3 separate regions of the Rattus norvegicus genome follow, and regions 1 and 3 are each linked to region 2. The links are chromatin contacts, called in public Hi-C maps. All regions are on one chromosome and are shown on one strand. The core of a region is the stretch at or near the end of the contact, and the rest is flanking DNA. Distances in the headings are between cores, read along the strand shown. Region 1 holds the start of Rif1 (replication timing regulatory factor 1). Region 2 holds the start of Mmadhc (metabolism of cobalamin associated D). Region 3 has its middle 150 kb from the start of Rnd3.

Evidence for each region. A called contact is a pair of places that touch in the nucleus more often than the background predicts.
Region 1: a Hi-C map of liver shows a contact between it and region 2, with 4 times the contacts expected there. The contact joins the promoter of Rif1 here to the promoter of Mmadhc in region 2. A contact is called at or near these places in 2 of 12 Hi-C or Micro-C datasets (liver and mammary epithelial cells).
Region 3: a Hi-C map of the A7r5 cell line shows a contact between it and region 2, with 5 times the contacts expected there. The contact joins the enhancer-like site here to the promoter of Mmadhc in region 2. A contact is called at or near these places in 2 of 12 Hi-C or Micro-C datasets (the A7r5 cell line and Schwann cells).

The regions. Positions count from the first base shown.
Region 1 is chr3:56,962,584-56,966,087 of GRCr8, reverse strand. Rif1 (replication timing regulatory factor 1) reads right to left here and starts at 2,234. Exons shown (of 35, transcript NM_001427744.1): 1 at 1,832-2,234; 2 at 728-806. The coding sequence starts at 1,935.
Region 2 is chr3:55,134,164-55,137,357 of GRCr8, reverse strand. Mmadhc (metabolism of cobalamin associated D) reads left to right here and starts at 1,629. Exons shown (of 8, transcript NM_001004280.1): 1 at 1,629-1,686; 2 at 1,998-2,054. The coding sequence starts at 2,046. LOC102555425 (a long non-coding RNA gene) reads right to left here and starts at 1,735. Exons shown (of 3, transcript XR_001837105.3): 1 at 1,526-1,735.
Region 3 is chr3:56,148,030-56,151,273 of GRCr8, reverse strand. No RefSeq gene overlaps it. Among named protein-coding and RNA genes, the nearest start is that of Rnd3, 150 kb to the right of the region's middle. Within about 2 kb of position 1,648, at least 25 of the 93 cell types and tissues checked have an H3K27ac peak or open chromatin away from gene starts, as enhancers often do. A contact at or near this core is called in the A7r5 cell line and Schwann cells, where this site is marked.

The DNA.
Region 1 (3,504 bases), core at 985-3,484, 1.8 Mb before region 2:
AATCACCCCCCTCCCCCCAAAAAAAGGATGTGTATGAATACTGTCTATATAAAGAGCAGATCAAAGACAGTTGCCATTTTAGGACAACTTACCCAGAACTATACTTTCAAAATAAACAGATTTGGGGGCTGGAGAGATGGCTCAGTGGTTAAGAGCACCGACTGCTCTTCCCAAGGTCCTGAGTTCAAATCCCAGCAACCACATGGTGGCTCACAACCATCTGTAATGAGATCTGATGCCCTCTTCTGGTGTCTGAAGACAGCTACAGTGTACATATATAAATAAAATAAATACTCAGCTCCAAAATAAACAGATTTTATATTCCAGACAACTGTTTTTATATAAAAGACAAGCTTTGAACTGACAACCCTGGACACTTCAGGCAAATTAACCAATTTCCTAACCTGCAAAGTGGAGCTTTAAAGAGCAGACTGTAGATGTAGCTTAGTGGTTCAGACATGAACTGAAGTGAGAGACACATATAAGGTAACTAATCATCTGAAGAACCATATGTAATCAGAAATGAGGTAATAGTTCCATCAATATAACTGATGCTATTTTGTCTTCAGGGCATTAATAATGCACTGCGTAATGCTATATCCACAGCGAAAAACCATTTTATTAGAAAGCTCATTAGAGTTGCCCCTGGAAGCCCAGATTTGGAAAACTAAGGAAAAGATTTCAAAGGGCTCAGACTGAGGCAGTATGGTGTCATTAAGAAACTGACCTTTAAAACCGTGTACAACCGAGGAAGGTTTTTCTCGATTTCTGCAATAACTTCTTTTCCTTCTTCTCCTGTCATACGACTTTAAAGGAAATAGAGAATGTAAGCTTAGTTGAAAGCATAAACAAAAACAAAAAACTGTCATTTTTAAGGATTATTTTCAGGGTTGGAGAGAAAATACTGTGGTGAGAACACAGAGGCTCTGGCAGAAGACTGGTGTTCAATTCCCAGCACCCCTCTCAAGTGGCTCACAACCACCTGTAGCTCCAGTTCCAGGGCCATCCAACACTTCAGGCTTCTGCAGGCACAGGTACCCATACTGGTAACTGGTTTTTGTTTGCTGGTTTGTTTGTTTGTTTTTTAAGTTTTTAAAGATCACTTTCAAGCCCTTGAAAATTAACCTCTTCCTTTAAAATGGTTCAAGGGTACATAGGAAAAAAATTGTAAATTACACCAGATATAAGTGGCAACTTGCTAAAAGCCTCTAAGCTTTTTAGCCACAACTTTTTAAATCTTTAACAATTTTTTTTATCTTTAGAAAACGGGAACACAACTTTTTAAATCTTTAACAATTTTTTTTTATCTTTAGAAAACGGGAACCCTTTTCCCCAGTCATATTTTCTAATATTACTGTCACCTGACAAAATTTAGAAATTTTCTAAAGTCTTTCAAATAAAGTAAAAACGGGGTTCCTGGCCCTACTTTTTAAAAAGCCAATTCTGGGGCCGGTTTGCTGGCTTGCGCACCTGTAATCTTAATCACTACAAGGCTTAGGCGGAACCACAAGTTCGAGGCCACCGGGGAGCACTGGAGTGAGCCTGACTCAAAGACCCTAACTAACTAAACCCAGAAATTCAGGGCCACCAACTTTCCCACGGCACCCAAGGTTTGCAGCGCGGAGCTCTGCTCTTCAAACTACTTTCAGCTCAAACTTTTCTTTAAGGGCTCCCGTTTGCCGGCTCCTCCCCGAAGAAGCCCTCGGACGCCGCCGCTGCGCCCCGCAACGTCACTCCGTAGGCATGGCCCGGTGCGCCCCAAGCTGCCCACGTCCGCCGGGTCCCCACAGCTAGCCCGTCTCCCGCCCCGTTCCTTTCCCGCCCGCCTCACCTGGTCAGAGTTAGGTAGGCGTCCGTCTGCTCTCCGGGAGACACCGAGGGGTCCTCCCATGTCTCCAGAAGCGGCTCCAGGGGGCTACGACCTGGGGCCGTCATGTCGGCCACCCTGAAGTGAGGCCGGAAGACACCAGTGACCGGTGGCACAGCCCGCGCGGCGCCCTCACCTGCACGCCGGGCCGCGCGCCCGCTCGCAGGCCGACCTCCCGCCCGCCGGGCTCCGGCCGCCGCTTCCCAGGCAGCACGGCCGCGAGGGGGCAGAGGCGGAGCCGGCCGAGACTCCCGCTCCTCACCCCACGCGGGAAGTCCGCTCCGCCGCTCTCTGCCCCGGGACGCCGTTCGCTCCCGGCTCGCGCTTATTTACTCACGCGTGCAGCCCGCTCCTCCACGACCAAGATGGCGGCGGGGGCGGGCCCAGCGGCGCGCGGGAGCCGGGCAGGCCTGGCGGGAGAGGCTCGAGCCAATCCAACGGGCGGTGGCGCGCCGGGCTGCTCGATGGCCTGCTGCCCGCCCCCGCCCCCGGATCACCTCGGGGGGCGTGTATCGCCTCCTGCAAGGGGTACAAATTGGTGATGTAGATTAGTGCCCAGCTCCACCTGACTCAGTCTACTCATCAGACCAAGTTTGCAAACTCCCAAATGCAGTGCTCTCAAAATGAGCAAACAAAACCATTTGATTGAGAGTGAATGGCAGGCTGTTGGGCTTGTTTTGTGGTTGTTATTGGGTTTTTGTTTTCTAGAGGTCCGCTTGCTCAGCCAAGCTTTCGGCCTCTAAGCCCTAGCCCAATGGGTAAGTCAGAGACGCATCTCAAGCAACGCGTTCAAGCGTTGGTCTGTGACCTTAGCAAATTTACCTCATCTCAGTTTGGACTGAGATGCAGCACATTTCTGTGCAGAAAGGGTGGAGTTAAAAGAGGCCAATGGCCTGCATAACAAAAGCCTGGAAATGGGCGGCATTGATGTGCAGACTTCAAATTTCCGCCCTCCAGCCTTGGGATTCCTCAGATTGAGGCACCAGCCTTGAATCTCCTGGCTTCCTTTGGACCCCAGGTGTTTAGCGTGAGTGTGGCCCTGTGATACGCAGGTGCCGGGAAACTGAAGCCCTAAGAAGGTGGTTCTCATTAAAATCATTTCTTGGGCCTCTCAGCATGCTCCACAGCCTGCAAAATTGTTTCAACTTTAAGCACCGAAGGTCAAGGAAGCAGGACCTAGTGGCCCACGCCTTTACTCTGAAAATTTCAGTTGGCAAAGGCAGACAGATAAAAGAGTTAGAGGACAACCAGAGCAACATAATGACACCCTGTCTTTAAAAAAAAAAAAAAAAAACTGTTAAAATAACAACAAAGAATAATAGAACGACCCAGAGCCACGCTCTGTTATGAGTTTGCCCTGACACATTGATGCCCTAGGTTCGAACCTCGGGTTCAGAACCGCTTGTTCTGAACAACCCTCTTAACTTTTCCCTGTGAAAATCCCTTATTTTTAAATCCCCTCTTTCAAGAACTATGGGTCAGTTAAGCACGGTGGTACACACCTGTTTCACAGCACTCAGAAGTTTTGCATAAGAGGGATCCCAGGTTCCAATTCAAACTGGCTTACTTTGCAGGACCCTGTCACAAAAGTAAAAACAAATATTGACAAGCCTTCAGCTTCATTTAGTGGAATTCGA
Region 2 (3,194 bases), core at 380-2,879:
AGCATAGATGCCCAACTAAAAGAAACCAAAAACTGGATCAATATGAAAAACAAAATTAAAAGAATTTTAAATAAATATGAATCCACATTAATAGAAAAAAACTGAGTGCATAGACAAACGGAAGGGACAATTCTTCCACAAGACCTCCAGCTAATTTTTGAAGACACTCAGTGCTCAGACAGGTGAATGACTACCCACGCCTACAATTTGGGCCTTGTTTCCTCCTTGAATATCCAGGAAAGAGTAACCTCACCGTGGAGAAGCGTGGTTTTACCTCACCAAACTGATAACTGGTGATAAATCATATTGATAGTAAGAACCCTTGATGTGGTTGAGTACATTTTATACCATTAAGCCTAAACACTCTTACTTGAGTCAATGCACGAAAGGAACAGCAAGTTCCAGTTCAGCAAAATACCTGATGAATACTTTCTCCAACTGCTGAAGTTATTGTATTGGCCTCCATAGGCTCAGGTTTTGGGACACTTGGTCGCAAGCTTATATCGGTTGGGGGGTAGAACGTATGGCGTTGCAAGAGGAAGTATTTTAGTGAGGACGCTTTGGAGTTTTAAAAGCCACCCACCGGGCTGGGGATTTAGCTCAGTGGTAGAGCGCTTACCTAGGAAGCGCAAGGCCCTGGGTTCGGTCCCCAGCTCCGGAAAAAAAAAAAAAAAGAACCAAAAAAAAAAAAAAAAAAAAAAGCCACCCACCATCCCCAGTGAGCTCTTTGCTTTCTCCTTAGTTTCAAGATACGAACCCTCAGCTTCCGCTTTAGTCTCTACATTTACTACTTGTTGCCAACCATCCTCATCTCCCAATTTTGGAGTCTTAGACTGGTAAGCCTAAATAAACAATCCTTTCTATAAGTTACTTTGCCCGTTGTATTTGATCATCACAGCAGAAAAGTCATTAATACAGTTACCAAAATTAAAGAAACTTCAGCATTAACTATGAGGTTCTTTTTTTAAATTGGATAAGCTATATGTTATTATTGATAGATACATTATGTAATGTATGTATGTTTATCAAGCCTATTAAGAGTCTGATGCTGTCGCAGAACTGGGACAAAAAAAAAAAGTCCTCACAAACAATAGTGACAAACAGTTGTCATGCAAACAACAGAAGACAGAATCTTCTGAAAGCTGTTGGAAAGTCTAGGGGAGGATAGAGAATCTGTCGAAGGGAGTTGAAGAGTTAGTTTAATAGTTAAGAACACAAGCTCAGAGAATCCAACTTCAACTCCCAGCGCCCACATGGCAGTTCACAACCATCCGCGACTCCAGTCCCAGCAGAACCAACACTTTCTTCTGTACATATACACATGCATGCAAAAAAAAAATCATAAACAGAAAATAGTTTTTAAAATTTAAAAACAACAACAACAACAAAAATCTGTCAAAGGTACCAAAAAGTCAATGAAGCAAAGACTCAGCTAAGACTGGTGCTGAGTCCTGTAAATATTCCCAATTTGGTCCCACCCCGCCGTGATCCACCCATCAGTTTACCCAATGAAAGACTAGCTCACCTTCTGAAGCCCTGTGATCAGCCTCTACTCGAAGATCGACCGACAGCATCGATGCGCTCGGAGGCAACTACTCAGGTCTGGGCGTCAACAGCGCCTGCCTGGACCGCCATTTTGACAGTGGACGTGTTGAGGGACTGGATCAGCTGGCCGTGTGGTGACTGGTACGGATGGTTCCCACCCGCGGTCTCTTCTGCACTTTCACGGGTGACCGTGCCCCTGCTGTCGGTATTGCCCCGGTCCACCCACCTCTGCCCAGGGTTCTTCTGCTCGCGCCCCACACGGCTCCGCCCGAGCCTGCGCTCGGAGCGCAGACCTGCTGGGTTCCGCCCGGCCCGAGTGTTCCCACGGGTTCTCGGTGACGCGGGGCCCGAGGTCTGGCTTTGGGGAGGGACAAGCTAATACTGCCTGGCCCGAACCTCCGTCGGTAGAGCTTGGTCTGTCACTAGCCCGTTTTGTTTTTGCTCTCTCCCAGGGATACTTTGCAGAGGGGAAAAGTCTGCGTCCGCCTTCTTCACTAGAAATGGCCCATGTAAGTCACTCTTAGAATAAACTTGTTAGGAAATGGAGGGACGAGTTTATGATGACGTTGGCATAATGGTCGCCTTAATGTATCAGCAGTGTCGGGGAGCAGAGGGTGTGAAATTAGGTTTATATGCTTTGAAATCAGTTCAGCACATTCTATTAAATTCTGGTACGTTTGTTTCCCCAGTTTAATATTTTCATATTTTATATGCATATAATCCAATTCAATGCAAGCATCCTTTCAACAATTTTAAAAGCGATATCAGCAAATATTTAGAACGTTTTAAGCACTTTACAAAAAAACAAAACAAAAAAAAAGCCTTTGGTTAAGCTGAAGTTTTGAAGTTATTAGTATAGTAAGTGACTTTACAATTTCTATAAAAGCACAGCAAAAGTTCTTATTCACACTTACAGACTTGACTCTAAGTGCCCGAGTACTATGCACATCCTACCTAAGATAGTTCATAGGTTAAGGACATAAGAAATATGAAGGCTTCTATTAGAAGTAACACATGATGGGGCCAGGAAAGAGGGCGAAGCTGTTAGGACTACAGGCCAATACCCAAGGACCCAAGCTCCTAACACCGGCAAGACTGGTCACGACTTTCTGTAACTCCAGTTCTGGGGGACCAGTGCCCACTTCTGGGCCACATCAAACCCCAGGTACACATCCATACTTTCAGACAAACACTTTTTAAGTAGCACATAATAGTTTCTTGAAAACTTGAAAAAAGTTATCATGAGAGATCCATGCATAAGAGAAAATTGGAGTTTGAGATCCCCTAATGGGAAAACCTTTACCTTGAGTTTTTAGAGATGACTGTGGATCATCCAAGGTTTAAATTAGAAGATCAGGTGTTATATTAAAAACAAACAAACAAAAAAAAAAACTTTCCCCCGAGTTGTTTAAATATTAGGGTGTCATTTCTGCCCACCTGAGTGTAAGAAGTGCAAAGGACATAATATAGGAGGTGAAGTTGGACTGTGAGATAAAGGAATATTCAAGAATCTGGAATGCTGTACTCAGTAATTTTTCTTCATTCAAGTTGTAATGTAACCAGAGCTGTAGTAAAAAATTAATATGGCAACGATTAGTTGAGCTGGCATTTCTGTTTCGAAGTGTTTGAAGGTGTGACTGTAGAGACAA
Region 3 (3,244 bases), core at 399-2,898, 1.0 Mb before region 2:
TCCTGTCACATTCGATGAGGTTTTTGCAAGCTAGTGATGCTAGGCCTGTCAGCCTGATAGTCTAATTTGAAATGACTCTCACGGCACCATTTGTAAAGCTTCCTGCAAAGCAACGAAGGGAGGCTTGGCAGGTGTTTTTTCTGACTCCGTTTGTTGAGGATATTTTAAGATTTTGGTGTGAACAGTGCTGTGCTCCTGATGGACAGGGGCATCTAGGCATTCTTGATGCTGTTCATGGTCTTTAAACAACAGCCACGGTAACACCAAACCCCCAGGGTGAGCACAAGGAGTTGCACCTATCTACTCGGAGAGAGCTGTGTTATTTGCAGTGCGTACAAGTTCATTACCCTAGTTGTGATTTGTTACAATCAGCTAAATTCACTCTGTTAACTCTCTTAAGATTCTGATTATATACAGCAGACTGTCTTTTGAGCACTGGGTGAGCTGGCCATCTTAGCCAGAGAAAGTATGTATTGTTCAGGGATCAAACAGCAACAACCTCGTTCAATCTGCATACCTGGGTGTTTTCCAAGGAATTCCTGGAATTTGGTGTCTTTACTGGGCAAAAAAAAAAAAAAAAAAAAAACCAGTGAATTTTTCTCTCAGTATCTACTCACTGGTCCCAGAGTGTGTGGTCCTTGGGACTCATCCCTAGATTTTGCTTTACCCTTGGTTTGAGGGCACAGTCAGTGATAGTCAAAGAGGGAAGACACAGGCACTGAAGCTTCCAATGGAGTAAAAGCCTAAAACACAGTGACTCCATTCAGGGAGACATAATCAGGTAGGAGCAATCCGAAAGTATGGGAATCCTTGAGGCTCAAGGGAAGACAGAGAATGATTTCCATATAAAGGAAGAGGATGAGTCATTGTCCTTCTTTCTACCTCCCGGAAAATGCCTGTGTTCTTTCATTGCTCCCATCCATTCATTCCCAGGAAGCTTTAGTAATGGCGCAGCTGAACTGCTTTGGTTTACTGGATTAACAGCAGCCTACTCCATGGGGCTCCTTTTCCCATCTCTCCGGCAGGTGTCATGGTTGTCATCCATAGACATATGAACATCTTGTTTCTTGTTCATCTTTGTAGAGGGCCTGATGGGATCACAGTAGAACTAAGCCAAAGGAAGAACATAAATGACAGAGAGCCTCTGCATAGCCCTCTGGTCATACTTCCAAATTATTTCGGGAATGGTCTCTTCCTCTTCCTGTAGCTCTCAATGTGTATCCTTGTATTCACATGACACACCACCATTCCGGGCTCTGTGTGCCCCCTCCCCATGCACTTCTTTTCCTAGACAGACAAGAATAATCATTTCTGTTCTCATATGGCCTTTCTGTGAGCATCATTAGGTTACACTATTACATTCCAAGAGCTATGCATTTGATTTAGGTGAATTTGCTAGGAACAGCACTAACCCTGCTTTGCTCTCCTGCTTTCTCTCTGTGGATTTCTCCCTCTAGTTGAGTACAAAGAATCTGCAATCTGCTTTTAGTCATCACTGCTGACACATCAAAGAAATATGACTTTAATTTTTTTTCTAAGAAAAAAAATGAATCATGTAGTGTTTCCCGTACAGACAGTACCCTCCTCTGTTAGATGGCTGTGCAATCTAAAGTCCTGGCTCTCATTTTATATACCAGCAATGGTCAAATGATTGGGATTGCAGTGCAGAGCGCCACCACACCAGGACATGACCTCATCTGCTCTGAGAAACGGAGTGGGGTTGAGCTGGGTCAGTGTTTGCGGGAACATGTTTCCGGTGAGAGCTGAGAAAATCTCAGGAAGGGACAACAATTTCTCATTCTGTTCCACAGCCGTCTTTGATGAGAACACTTCAGTTGAAAATTCAAAACTAATGGTAAGCTTATTATTGTCACAGGAAAGCCACTTAGTGGAAAACAACTTCATCCTTTTATGAATAAGCAACAAGATACAGCAACTAAACTTCAAAAAAATAAAATAAAAAGGAGAAGAAGAAGGTGGTTCATTCATAGTTCATTTTTGTGTCAGGAAGTGAAAATAAATGAACCTATTTTTCCCCCCAAATGAATTATTACTAAGAATGGGTGGTTACAAGCAGAACATTTTCAGCTCTTTTTTCTATTGCTCTAGTCAGTTTTTCTATGATGCATCTGTCATTTTAAGACCTTCAATATCCTTGTGAATCATCTACATACCTGTTTCCAAAGACGGCCAGAGAAATGCAAGGCGCCTGCTAATCAAAGTTCACAAACCATAGAGCCAGCACTGAGGCTCCAGAATATCTCACTAAACAAAGCAGCCCCTTCTCCAGTCACTCAGATGAGCCAGGGCCTTTTGTCACATTGTGCTGAGGCATCAGGGGCAGTTTTGAAGCTGCTGGAGATAAATAATGAGAAATAGCATTTAGGCCTGGGCTTTGTGATTCTGTTCTACCCACTAAAGGTTCCTGGAAGCATCACAAGGCTTGACTCTTTCAGGTTCTCATGACTCATTGTAGCTTGCTATCCAGCCCACTGTGAGGGAGCTATAATCCCAAAGCTGAGGGAACAATCTCCCTTGACTATATGTGCGGGTGGGTGAGCAGTTGTGGGTCTGAGTCAGTTTCTGTGACAGCAAGACTTCTGCAGGTTGGTTTTAGTTGCCAAAGAAATGACTCTGCTGATTATATTTTGCTTTAAGCTGTTGTTCTTGGAATCATGTCTATCAATAATACACACACACACACACACACACACACAGAGAGAGAGAGAGAGAGAGAGAGAGAGAGAGAGAGAGAGAGAGATTAATGCAGCCCACCCAGCACCCAGCTATGCTCTTAAATAAGGTGAGGTAGCTGCATTTTCTGGAATCAACACTGGGCAGAGAAGCACTCTGGAGTGTATATGCTGTTTGTGGAGGATAGCAGAGAACACAAGAAACAGAGCATTATTATAAACCTAATGAACTAGATGACTTAAGGAGAAAAAAATAAAATAAAAAGAAAAGCATTCTAATCCAAGCTACTAAAGTGGGCAGTGAGTCAAACCTGCGAAAATCTGAATTGATGAAGTGACTGTAGCCACTCTGGACATTCTCATGAAAAGAAAAAGGATGCTAAAGAAGAAATAAAGTTGGCAACTAGGAGAAAACTACAGGTAAAACAGTAGGTCCCTGGCAGATCTTAGAAGAAATGCACCAAAAGCTAATATATTTCTCACCCTTCCAGATATACATGAATTTGCTGTATTTAAGGTAAATTGATATCCCCGGGCTGCGTGTCCCAACA